Regions from separate parts of the Sus scrofa genome. Here region 1 is linked to region 2. The links are chromatin contacts, called in public Hi-C maps. All regions are on one chromosome and are shown on one strand. The core of a region is the stretch at or near the end of the contact, and the rest is flanking DNA. Distances in the headings are between cores, read along the strand shown.

Region 1 (6,174 bases), core at 3,558-6,057, 150 kb before region 2:
AATTTATAAATCAAAAGCAACTCAAAAGTTCTCTGTACTGGAAAAAGTACCAAGGAGAATTAAAACCAATCATAAACTGAAAGTGTTCATTACACTAGAGTTTTTGTACAGAAAAAAAACTGAAATTCTTTGAGTGGCTTTAAAAGGAAATTGATATTCTCTTATGGCTCAGAGAGTTAAAGACCCGGTGTTGTCACTGCAGTGGCCTGGGTCACTGCTGTGTTGTGGGTTCAATCCCTGGCCCAGGAACTTCGTTTTTCTGCAGGTGTAGTCAAAAAAGAAAAAAAGTATGTCTTTAGCTTTGCAGAGCAGAAGCAAATAATCATGTCTGAAGTGCATTATCAAGATCTGGCAGACTATATGGTGAATTTAATTGGATGTGAAAGGTCAAGATTAAGTCTGTAATTAATTTTTCATTGTTTTCTTTTTGAACTTTTGGGATCAGTTCTATTTCTGGCATGTCTTCTGCTGACTGCTAGAGACATCTTATGTTTCATTTAGACATGTCTTGATTACTCCTTTGTAATACTAAGTTGCAATCTCCAGCTAACTCTTGACTCTTTATTCATTTACTGCAGATACTAGGATACTGTTTCTCCATCTTTTTCTTATTCACTTTCTTAATCATTTTTAGTTGAGTAAATTTGAAAACTTTGTGTTCTTTGGATTTGTAGAAAAGCAGAACTTGAAGTATTGATTTAGCATATACTGTCTATCCTTTTTATGACAACACTTAAAATACAGTGAAATTTCTCTATAGTCTTTCCACAGCTATTAATCCAGAGTTGGTTCCTCTGTGTATATGATCCAACTATATGCAGTCTTAAATTGAAAAAGTAATAGTTCTGGAGTTCCCGCTGTGGCACAGTGTGTTAAGGATAAAGAGCCCATGTTGTTGCAGTTGTGGCATGGGTCACAGCTACAGTTAGGATTAAATTCCTGGCCCAGGAACTTCCATCCACTATGGGTGCAGCCATTAAAAAAAAAAAAAAAAAAAAAAGAGAGAGAGAGAGAGAGAGAAATAATATTTGTGTTTACATAATCTGACCTTTCCCCACAGCCTGATTCACTTTTCTCTTTCTGCACTTAATTTTGTCAGAAGGTAGCACTTTCATAGTAGGAAGGGATACAGGACAGACAAAACAAAACAAAACACCAATAAATATCTATGAGACTATATCTAGGTTATTTCTCAGAGAAATTTCTTGAAACATGCCTAGTCATACATGGCTGCCTGGTTAGAGGTCTGATGTGAGGAGAAACGTTGCATTTGTCTTTAAGAATAAGTGGAACATTACCTTTGACAGGAGATAATCCTAATCAAAGGGCTTTTACCCTAAGAACACAAGAAGATGCTCGTCATTAATTTTCTCTCTTTTTGCTTTAAATAGGGAAGTAACAGAAGTCTGGGTGATTTAAAAGGCAAACTGAAATATACTTCATGATTAGCAAAAAAACATTACAATGATCATTCTCATTCTAGTTTCTGGAGAAAGCAAAGCTAAAGAAAACCACCTAAAAGACCTAGTATATCAGTAAGGGGAAAATATGACATAGGCTAGCTTTTAATTGAAAATTTAGTGAAAGGACTGTTTGTGAAGGTTTAGAAGAGCTGAGGAACTCTAGCAGAAATTATAGAATTCTATTCACTGGGTGCATGACAAATTTATGCCATCCAACTTGTTGTCAGTGACACTGAAGTAGTTAAGGATATGCATGAACTTTGGAGTCAGACTGATAAAGGACCCAATACCAGCTTTACCACTTTCTATGGGCGTGACCTTCAACAACTAAAAAGATCTCTCCGTATCTCAGCTTCCTTACTTGTAAAATGAAGACAATAATATCTCAAAGGATTATTGAGAGAGGCAGATGAGGAAATGTAACTCAAAGAGTAGTACTTGATACTAATGTAAAAATATTTAATAAATATTAAAATTGACTGTTAGTCTTTATTTTATTCCTAGTAATGATGCTATAATGTTGATCACAAAAACTATTGTTATTTTGGATCAAGTTTGACAGCAAATCGTAAAAAAATCTTGATAAAAGAAGCCTAAGTAAAACTTTCTCTTTACACAAAATCCAGATATAGAAAGGGCAGGTTTAGTATTGGTAATTCTGTCCTAAGAAGCCCACTTACACCTTCCATTTCTATGTTCTGCCATCCTTAGTGAGTTCAAGGGGATTAAAATCTATATTTTACACAGCTTCACATCTCCTCTTAGAACAACAGCACTTTGCACATTTTAATTATTTGATTGTCCAATGCAATCTTAAATCTGATAATTATATAGAACAGAAAAGGATTCTTTAAATCCATCCAAGATTCATTCTATAAATGATTGAATTATTTATAGTACATATATAAAAAGCTGTATGCCATAGCCAAAGATTTGTTTCTGAAATTTTATGAGTAGAACTGTATTTAAGTGAATCACTGTAAAATATATTTGAGGGCCCTATTATGAATTCATAAGCTATTATGAATTCTTTTATAAAGCCAAATTTATTCCTCCACCAATTTAAATATTTTCTAGTTTGGATTTTCAAATGTTTTTCTTAGAGTGGGTACCATTATATTTGTCTCAGTAAAAAATAATTTTTCAAATATATATAATTTTTTAAAAGTCAAATTTATTGAGATATAATTACATACAGTGAAATTTTAAGGCATACTGTCCTGTACTAGCAAACTTCCTAAGATTACTCAAATACGAAGCTATCATCTACTTTCTAAATCTCTGTGAAGGCTTATAATTTAAAGATCTCTGAATATGTTCTGGGGACAAACAGCAGAAATCTCAACTAAAGTGAAACTATTTGAAAATATTTGGTATCAAAGGAACTGTGAGGACAATGATGAGGGAAATAAAATCTTCAATCATCCTTTTTAAAACAGTTTTCTAATCATTTAAACAATTTTATGCTTTTGCAGTTAAACTATAGCAGGAAAAATTCTACAAGAGGGGCAATTTTTGTAAGAACTTTATAGCCTAATTTGCATGATATGACACATTTTCAAAGACTGAAAACTGAAAGGATATATAAGATGACATATACTAATTACACTTGCCATAAAATCATACAGGAATGGCAAAACAGATGATTATTACATTAGCACTGACAGTATACTTTTTACTACACATATGTGCAAACTTTAAAAGGGTTGGTTTTTAATAACAAAATGCATTTTAATGCAAAATACAGAGAAATGCAAGAATAGTGAATACTTCATCTACACCTAATGTTTTTTACTCAAATAGACATATTCCATCCAATCTCAGGTCAATATGTCTAAAAATTAGTTATAATAAAAACTGAATAATGAGGCTCAGCATTGGGTACTGAGTTAAAAATAGCTATGAGTGTTTTAAGTTCACATGGAAACACGATGGTGGCTCTTCTTGAGTAACAGTTGTGTTCAAATTTTAATATGGCACTCTTTTCTTCTTCTTTTTATACAGTACTTTTGAAAAACTAGAAAATGATATAAACTTTCATTGTGGGACTCTGTAATTCTGCCTCTGGTTACATTTGTTTGTAGTCGCTGAAAAGTGCTTATCTTTACTCCCCAGCCTCCTCACAAGCATCTTCTCCTTCCCAGGTCTGCTTTATCTTAGGTTCCAGACCCTTACCTCCAATAAATTAATATTTAAACTATTAGGTTAGAATGTAACTAGATAAATTAAATGACCCCCGACCTGTTAATGACTAATAAGAGCTCCATAGGTGATCTCTCAGATGTGTTTGTATTAAAAACCTTCATCACAATTTCCTTTGCATAAAGTGTTTTCATTAAGCCAATGATAGCTTATTTATTTTTACAAGGTCGTTCATTGAAGGTGGCATAATATTTTGTCACTCACTTAAAATTAATTAATATAATATAAAAGATTAACACATGGAAGGAAATTAGGGTAAAAAACAAAACAAAACAAAACACATCAAAACAGCATGAATCGTCTCTGCTGGAATCCCCACTCCAGTCAATTGTAAAAGTCCTTGATTTGCTCACTTTTGGAACCGTGTCTAATATGCTTGACCAGAAGGAGTGTCCCTGGGGTGTGACTGGGAGGAAACTGATCAAGAAAAAAAAGAGATGGAAAAGTAGAATACTGCCAAGAAGGGGTGGGGATTTGGGGTGGAGGCCAGAAAAAAAAAAAAAAGTGGGAGCGTTCCTTCATTTATTGAACAAACATTTTTTGCCTCGCACATGCCATTGCTTCTTAGCGTCTTCTCCGGAAGGGTGATCCTCGTCGACAAATTCCAGATTCTGATTATCTCAGGAACTTGATTTGCCCTCGCTTCCGACCTCCTCTCTCACAAACTGCCTTGAGGCGGGGGAGTTGGGATTGGATGGGGAGGAAGGGAGAGGCGAGGCCCGCTTCGCAGAGCACAACATCTGCTGTGTTCAGCCAGGAGCGTCTGTCAAGCAGTGGGAGGGAAAAGCGCACGGTGCCACCAGCCCACTCTTGGGCGAAACTCGCCAGAAAAACACCCGCCCTGCCTCCGCCCACCGCCTCCCCATGGGCTTCTGCTGGTTTCTTTCGGGAGGTGGTGCGGAAAGGCAACTTTTGGGAACTTAAAAGAGAGGGGTGTGCGGAAAGCAGAGAAACGTGACTTCATCAGGTCCCGGCTTAGACTCCCAAACCCGGATCAAGGGCAGTGGGCGGTCCAAGCCCATCGGGTCAGGTCTGGGACCCCTCAGCCGCCTCTCGGGCCGCGGCCGTCGCGAGGCCGGGCGGGGCGCGCTAGGGACCCCAGGCGCAGTTCCCCGTCCGCCCTCGCGGGGGCGCCGGCGCGGCTGATCAGGTGACCGAGAGCTGGTCCCGGGCTGCGGGAAGCGGCCTGGTTCTCAGCCGCCGGAGACGCCGCCGCCGCCGCCACACCTAGTGGAGGAGCCCGGGAAGGCGGCTCGGTGGGGGCTGGGGCCGAGGGCACCGGGGGGTGGGGACGGAAGGGCGGCAAGCGGAAGGCAGGAGGCTGCCGGGGCGCGGGCTGCTGCGGGGGAAGGGGCCCCGAGGCGTCCGCCGCGGCTCGCTCTGTCACCGGCGCGGAATTGGAGCGCGAGGGCTATGGGCGCGCTCCCCTGAGGCGGAGGTCGCGGGCGGGAGGGGAGAAGGCCCGACCGAGGTAGCTGCGGAGGCCGCGGGCCGGTGACTGGGCGAGAGGCAGCCGGCGGCGGCGGCGACGACACTACCACCACCACCACCACTATCACTACCACCATGTCGCGCTCCGTGCTGCAGCCCAGTCAGCAGAAGCTGGCGGAGAAGCTCACCATCCTCAACGACCGCGGCGTCGGTATGCTTACCCGCCTCTACAACATCAAGAAGGTGCGCACGGCTGGCGAGGCCGCGGCGGGATCGGCGGGTGGGCTGGGGAGGGCTGGAAGGCCCGGAAGGCCGGGGCGGGGGGGTCGGCGGGCGGCGCCTGGGGTAGAATTCACGGCCTCGCCGGGGCAGGCCGGGCCGGGGTCGCCGGGAGGCGCCGCGGCCTAACGCGGAGTCCCGGCGCCTCTCCCGGTGGCTCGCCGGCCGATCAGTGTCAGAAAGAAGCCATTTCCCGGTTCCTAGCGGCGAGATCCGGCGGGTCCGGCCCCGCTCGGGGTGAGGGGCACCTCCGCCCCCGAAACGGGGTCTACGGAAAAGGGGGTTGGTAGTGGGTGGACAAGATTCTGGGAGGGGGATAGGAAAACTTGGATGTTCCGTAACTGAGGCCGAATGGTAGGAATCTGGCGGAGATGGTAGCAGGTTTTTTTCCCTCAATTTTTGGTGTGTAAGTGGAAATGCAGGAGGGGGATGGCTAATCAGGATGAACCCCGCATCTCTTCCACTTTGCCATTTTATTCTATATTGCGAAATAAAAGCCAATCAAGAGCATATTGGCGATTTGGAATTATTTCATCTTGAAGGTGGAGAGGAGGGGGAAGTGAGGGTGGAACCAATTTTCTTCTGAAATACTTCTGGGTTGTGAGTCACTAGAACAGGAATAACAACCTTCTCTCTCGTTCCTCTTTACTCCTCCTCATTTTAGTTTTTCCAACCATGTCTGATAGTACCAAAGCATCATTTCTTAAAGTTCGGTGTCTATAAAATAAAAATAAATATGTTGCTATTATTGCTGATTTTATAGAGTAGTCTCATAACTTGAGTAGCTCTAGCTAATAGG
Region 2 (6,411 bases), core at 2,949-5,448:
AAATGGCAAAAAGACAAAAAAAAAAAAAAAAAAGAAAAATAATGTTAGTGTTTAAATTATTGACAAAATAAGACATTGCAAAGTTTTTTTAATTGATAAAACAAATTTTGGAAGTATGACTATTTCACAGTAATAACCTCTTCCTGTGTGATATCTCCACAGAAAGTTAAATGGAATGCCACTGACCCTGTGCCATGAGGCATTCTAAAAAGACTGGCTGTGACTGGGTCTGGGTCTGGTTCCTAAGCAGTTTGTTGAGCCTGGAATTGACCCACAGTCCCAACTAGGTACTAGGGGCTGCTATGCTGCAGCTTCCAGAGAGCCAGGTGTCATGTAGTTACTCTGAAGTGCCCCCTTCCCTTGAAGAAACTGACTGGATGAGCCTTGAGGGACTCTTCAAAGTCCTAGAATCTAATTTTCATAAGATTTATTTCCAGCAAGGCATTGGTACATTAATAAGTTGCATTAGCCACCTTGATAACTTTCTCAAATAGAAAATCTATTGCCAAAAAACTCTTTGATTTTCATCCTTAGTTCTAAAATGTGAGTTCTAAAAGATCACTATAGACATGCCTATCAAAATATCACTTAAAAGCTCCAATTCTCCAGCCCCTTGTTTGTGGCCTACAGATTGTCTACTTTGAAACTTCTTCACCAGATATAGGGAAATGTCTAAAGCAGTTTCATGTAGCCCAGGTGCAGTTTTACACAAAGATCAGTGTCCTGTCAGTTAAATAAAATGGTAAAATAGAATATAAGAGAAACAAATTACCTGTGACCTATCTCCCCTGAGGAACCAGGTTTCATTCTTCCTTTAATTTTCTCTAATGTGGGCCTGTTTGGAGGCACTCAGTTAAGGGGGTACAGCTTAGGCACTAGCGTAAACTGCCATATCTCATTTATGTTTCCTTTATGATCAGATAGTCTACTTTTTCAGGGCTGGCTATCATAATTTACCCAGTTTATATCTGACGTCTCTGCAAGACATGTAAAGTTTAATATTTAAAATATTGCAGGAGTTCCAGTTGTGGCTCAGCAGTAACAAACCCAACTGGCATCCATAAAGATGTGGGTTCGGGAGTTCCCATCGTGGCGCAGTGGTTAACGAATCCGACTAGGAACCATGAGGTTGCGGGTTCGGTCCCTGGTCTCGCTCAGTGGGTTAAAGGATCCAGTGTTGCTGTGGGCTGTGGTGTAGGTTGCAGACACGGCTCGGATCCCGTGTTGCTGTGGCTCTGGCGTAGGCTGGTGGCTGCAGCTCCGATTAGACCCCTAGCCTGGGAACCTCCATATGCCGCGGGAGCGGCCCAAGAAATGGCAAAAAGACCAAAAAGAAAAAAGAAAAAAAAAAAAAAAAGATGTGGGTTCGATCCCTGGCCTCACTCAGTGGGTTAAGGATCCAGCGTTGCTGTGAGCTGTGGTGTAGGCTGGCAGCTGCAGTTCCAATTTGACCCCTAGCCTGGGAACTTCCATATGCTGCACCTGTGGCCCTAAAAAGATACATACATACATACATACATACTGCATTCCAAGTTTCATCAGCCAAAATTTCTCAAATGACTTTTTCAAAAGAAATAGATGATGAAGTCTCTTCTTTAAAAAAAAAAAATGCTGTTTATAAAGGCAGAGCACACTCAGATGAAATAATGTAGAAAAAATTTTGAAGTGATGAATTGGTGCTAAAAATAATTTGTGAAAAATGAACCATGTTCAAAGGGAACCAACTAGAAGAATGAACAGAACCAGGCAGGGGACTCAAAAAGTCTTCTGGGAAGCAGTGAAATTTATTTTGGGGTTTGATAAAGATGAACTTGGATTAGGGAAATGTGAGAGGACATAGACAAAGGCGATATTTGACTTTTGTGCAGGGGAAGGAAAACACACTTTATTTCAGATAGTTGTAGGACCACTGAAACAATTGCCTCATTTTTTCTCATGCTGTTAAGATTTAAGATGAACAAGAAAATATATTTATCAAACAATCTTACTATAACCTACTCCTTACTTCTAATTTATTGAAAATTCCACCCGCATTTTCTTTACAGGGCTCCCGAAAGCTCTACTTTTGACTGTTTTTAAATTTGTTTTTTCCCTCTAAATTTTACTTGTTAAATCATTTTTCATCTAATTCATTTATATAGCTTTTGGCCTTCTTTTCTTAAATGACAGTAAATAATCCTAGACCAGACAAAGTTTGTGTGCTCACTTAAATGACTCTCTATCTGCCATCTGTTTTTTGTTTGTTTTGTTTTGTTTTGTTTTGTTTTTGTTTTTTATCCCCTAAGTGGAACAAACTTCCTTCTGAAAAAAATTACTGCAATCACAAACAGCCATTTATGGTCATTTTAGAGATAAACCCCCTAAACTCAAGTTTGCACTGACATTTTATAAGTCCTGTCAAGTCAATACTAGGGAACAGAAACCATCTCACTGGGTGCTCTAAAGTGGAAGCATCTTTTCTCTGCTTATTATTGACTGTGAGAAATGGCTAGATTAAAGCAGTGAAATGTTTCAGTGACGCAGAGCAAAGGTGACTTCCTGTTTTGTTTTAGGGTTTGTTTCCTTCTCTTCTCAATGAAGGCTGTGTTTTCTGACTTTCTGCAATCCTTTTGCTCAGTGATTTCCCATTGAAAGGGCAGGGTAGGAGGGCCTCTGCAGGTCATTCCTTTTACAATGTGCCCTGAAAAGGGAGAAAGGGGGAGAGGGAGGAGGAGAGGCAGCTCATTAGTGCAGACCCACAGGGAAGCTGTTCTCCATTTTCTTTTCTAGATTGAACTCATTTGGATGGAAAGGGTTTTATTGTTATTATCATCATTATTATCACCAGTGTGGTGTAATTTTCTCATACCTTTCTCTCAAGTGTTAGGTGAAACTATTGTTGAGAAGAGTGAAGTAGAAGTGACATTTTATTTTAGTGCATAAAATCAGGAGAAAAAAAAAAGCACAAATACTTTAAAGCAGTTAGTTTTCACATTGAAGCTCAAAAGGCAAAGCTCAAAGTTCAAATTCTGCAAAGCAAATGGAAAAAAATTAAAAAGAAAAATAAAACTCTGATTCTTGCTTCTGGTGACCCGATTTATAATTATGTACGGCGTTTCTTCTCTTTTTATGAAAGGCAATTTCCCCCCACCTAGTTACTCAAAATGCAGACCTCTGTGGTTTGGAGCTCTAGGTTGATAATAAGGCTCCAGCATCGCTGCAGCGGTCCGTGTTTTCTGCGACTTGGACATTTCAAGTGCCGTTGCTTGTCTTGGCCCTCAGGTCTGACTTTCTGCAGAGCTGCTGATCACAGAGGTGAAGCTGTAGTTTGCTTAAAGGAAGTATCTCCAGAGAAAAAGAGGGGCTCCGCTGGTTCTCAAGTGGGGAACTGAGAGCACTCCTTCGTGAGGATTTGGGGTGGGTTTAACAGTGAGGGCCTGGGGGCTCTCCTTTGGACCCAGGTTATGTGAATACGTGTGTGTGGCGGGGGAGGCGGGTCTTGCCCATGTGGGGGCGGGGAAGAGGTGCTTGTCTCAAGTCCGCTCTTTCTTGGGTTATTGCATCCTCACTGCTTCTCCAGGCTTCCCTTTCCTCTGCCTCCAACCCGCAGACCTTCTGTCTCCGGATCCCCCAACTCCCTTCCCAGGAAGAGGACCGGGCGCTGGAGGGCTGGGATTGCATGGGGGCGGAGCTGCTTCTCGGGTCCCGAGGTGGGAAAGTGAAGGCAGCGGGTCCGAGGCACAGACCGCCCGTCTAGGCTCCTCTTGCCGGTCCCTCTTGGCAGCAGCGATCTCTGCAGCTGCCACAGCTCACACCCCAAATTGGATCTTTTTGCTCAGCCTCCAAGGACTTGCAGACTCTCACTGCACCCTTCTTCTCCTGCTCTCTGTGCCCGCCCTCGACCCCTTCCCCGACCCCCGCCTTCAGCCTCTGGTCCTCCTCACTTGGGGGAATTTCTTGCTTCATTTAGCACCTTTTTGTAATCCAGGGGACGTGACACCCCGAGGCTCCAACTACCTCAGCTGAATTCTACTTTTGTTTTTATTTCTCCCTCGCTTCCTCTTGTTTTCCTCTCATCTGATTCATCTGTGAAGTCTGATGCTTCTGCCAGAGGGAGCGGGGCAATAAATAGATGTTGCGGCCCCAGAAGGCTTAGACGTCGGGAAAGAGCAGCCAGAGCGGCAGGGGCGGCGGCGGCTGGAGCTCAGCGAAGCTCGTGGGACCCCATTGGGGGAATTTGATCCAAGGAAGCTGTGAGATTGCCGGGGGAGGAGAAGCTCACAGATCATTGTGTCCACTTCCAGGGGTAGGAGGAGCCGGCGGAGCGGGCCTCTCGGCGTCCTCTGCACTGCTGCACCCTGCCCCGTCCTGCCGGGATCATGGTCTGCGGCAGCCCAGGAGGCATGCTGTTGCTGCGGGCTGGGCTGCTTGCCCTGGCGGCGCTCTGCCTGCTCCGCGTGCCTGGAGCCCGGGCTGCAGCCTGTGAGCCCGTCCGCATCCCCCTGTGCAAGTCTCTGCCATGGAACATGACCAAGATGCCCAACCACCTGCACCACAGCACTCAGGCCAACGCCATCCTGGCCATCGAGCAGTTCGAAGGTCTGCTGGGCACCCACTGCAGCCCGGATCTGCTCTTCTTCCTCTGTGCCATGTACGCGCCCATCTGCACCATTGACTTCCAACACGAGCCTATTAAGCCCTGCAAGTCTGTGTGCGAGCGGGCCCGGCAGGGCTGTGAGCCCATTCTCATCAAGTACCGCCACTCGTGGCCGGAAAGCCTGGCCTGCGAAGAGCTGCCGGTTTATGACCGTGGCGTATGCATCTCTCCAGAGGCCATTGTCACTGCCGATGGAGCAGGTGAGTCCTGGCACTACCCAGCCTCCTCCCCTGCCTTCCATCCTCTCACTTCTTAAAGGGTCCTTGTTACTCGCCCTTAGACTTCTAATTCTGTTGTTTCTCTTCGGATCACTTCTCTTTCTCTTAGTTACTCCTCTATTGAACACCACACCTTTTTTTTCTCATCTCATTATCCATCCAAATAGATACACTCCATTCCAATTGGTGACCTGTCTAAGATACTCAGTTCATCCACTCCCATCACACTTCCACTCCACAGTGCCTCTTCACTTCCATTCTTTCCATGTCCAAGTAACCATATCTTGTATAATGATGCTCTTTTCTTACTTTCTTAATTTGTTTATAATCACTGAGCTTTCTTGCCTGATTCTCTTGCATTCTCAGGCATCAGTTTTATATATCTTTCATGTTTAGCTGCTTGTCAAGATTATATGGTGAAAACAGAAAACTGAAGCACCATTTTCTTCTAATCATTAAAAATACCAAGATAATTTCAGTAACCTTATTCCAACTTGCAGATATTAGTGGTATGTGTTTGCTCAACATCCAATTTGAGCAATTACCTTCACCTTAAATTTTCCCCTCCTTTCAATGAGATAAATTGTTCTTCCATTCCAGACTGAAATAGCTGTGAAACATTGCTATGCACTGCTAATTAGCTTCTGTGACTTGCTCCAGCCACAGAGCTGGCAGGGTGAAATTGCTGGGCTCTTTTCACAATCCCACATGCCTTCAAGTCATTTTGTAAATGACATATGGATGAAAGGAGTTATATTTAATGTGTGTTATCTTCATACACTCATGTAATGTTATTTTTAATTTCACCCATTATCCCACTCTTATGCTCTGCAAATAATTTCTTTAATACCCTTTTTCATGCCCCTTCTGTGTTCATCAACTACAGATTCATTTAAATCTTTCTCTACTGTAAAACTTTACTGCTGTTCTACATGAAATGGACTAAATCACAAGTTGTTTTCTCACTAGTGTTTGGTCTAATTATGGCAGTCACAACTCTTAAGACCCCAAGTAAACCTAGTTCATTATGGTCCATTTAGTTCTAACTCAGTATCATTCCTACCAATTAATCCCAGACTCAAATTTCAGCCTTCATATACTTTAAAAATAAACCAAATCTTTTATGATTGGGCCTCTTTCAGACCCTCCCCACGTCAACTCTGTCCTTAGATGTCCTTCTCTATTCATTTCTTGGCCATCACATTTTTCTTTTTCTTGCCTCTCAACTTGCTCCACCTAAGCTCACATCCTCAGTCCATTTCTAGGTAATATTTCTTAGTAGTCAGGAAATTGGTTTGGGAAAATTGCTTTCTATGCACATTGTTCAACCTAACATATAGTGAATGGGGAGGGGGAATGTACTTGTATAAATAGCTACAAAACCAAAATAGCTCAGAAATTTCAAGAGCTTTTTGACGGTCACCTCACTTAGTTTATCACCATCGAATATACCTCTTATCTGGATTTTAATGACAAACCAACAACTGGTTGTATAATATAATCGGAAAGAAATGTATTTCTTATTAATCTTTGGGCTGAAAGACCACTCCAGAGCTT

What was found. Hi-C and Micro-C count contacts between places; a contact is called where the count stands out from the background.
Region 1: a Hi-C map of skeletal muscle shows a contact between it and region 2, with 2.9 times the contacts expected there. The contact joins the promoter of NCKAP1 here to the promoter of FRZB in region 2. A contact is called at or near these places in 1 of 47 Hi-C or Micro-C datasets (skeletal muscle) and 1 of 2 datasets of contacts at active chromatin or transcription factors (skeletal muscle).

What each region holds. Positions count from the first base shown.
Region 1 is chr15:88,527,050-88,533,223 of Sscrofa11.1, reverse strand. NCKAP1 (nck-associated protein 1) reads left to right here and starts at 4,807. Exons shown (of 31, transcript XM_003359581.4): 1 at 4,807-5,339. The coding sequence starts at 5,232.
Region 2 is chr15:88,374,134-88,380,544 of Sscrofa11.1, reverse strand. FRZB (frizzled-related protein) reads left to right here and starts at 4,198. Exons shown (of 6, transcript NM_001243330.1): 1 at 4,198-4,836. The coding sequence starts at 4,359.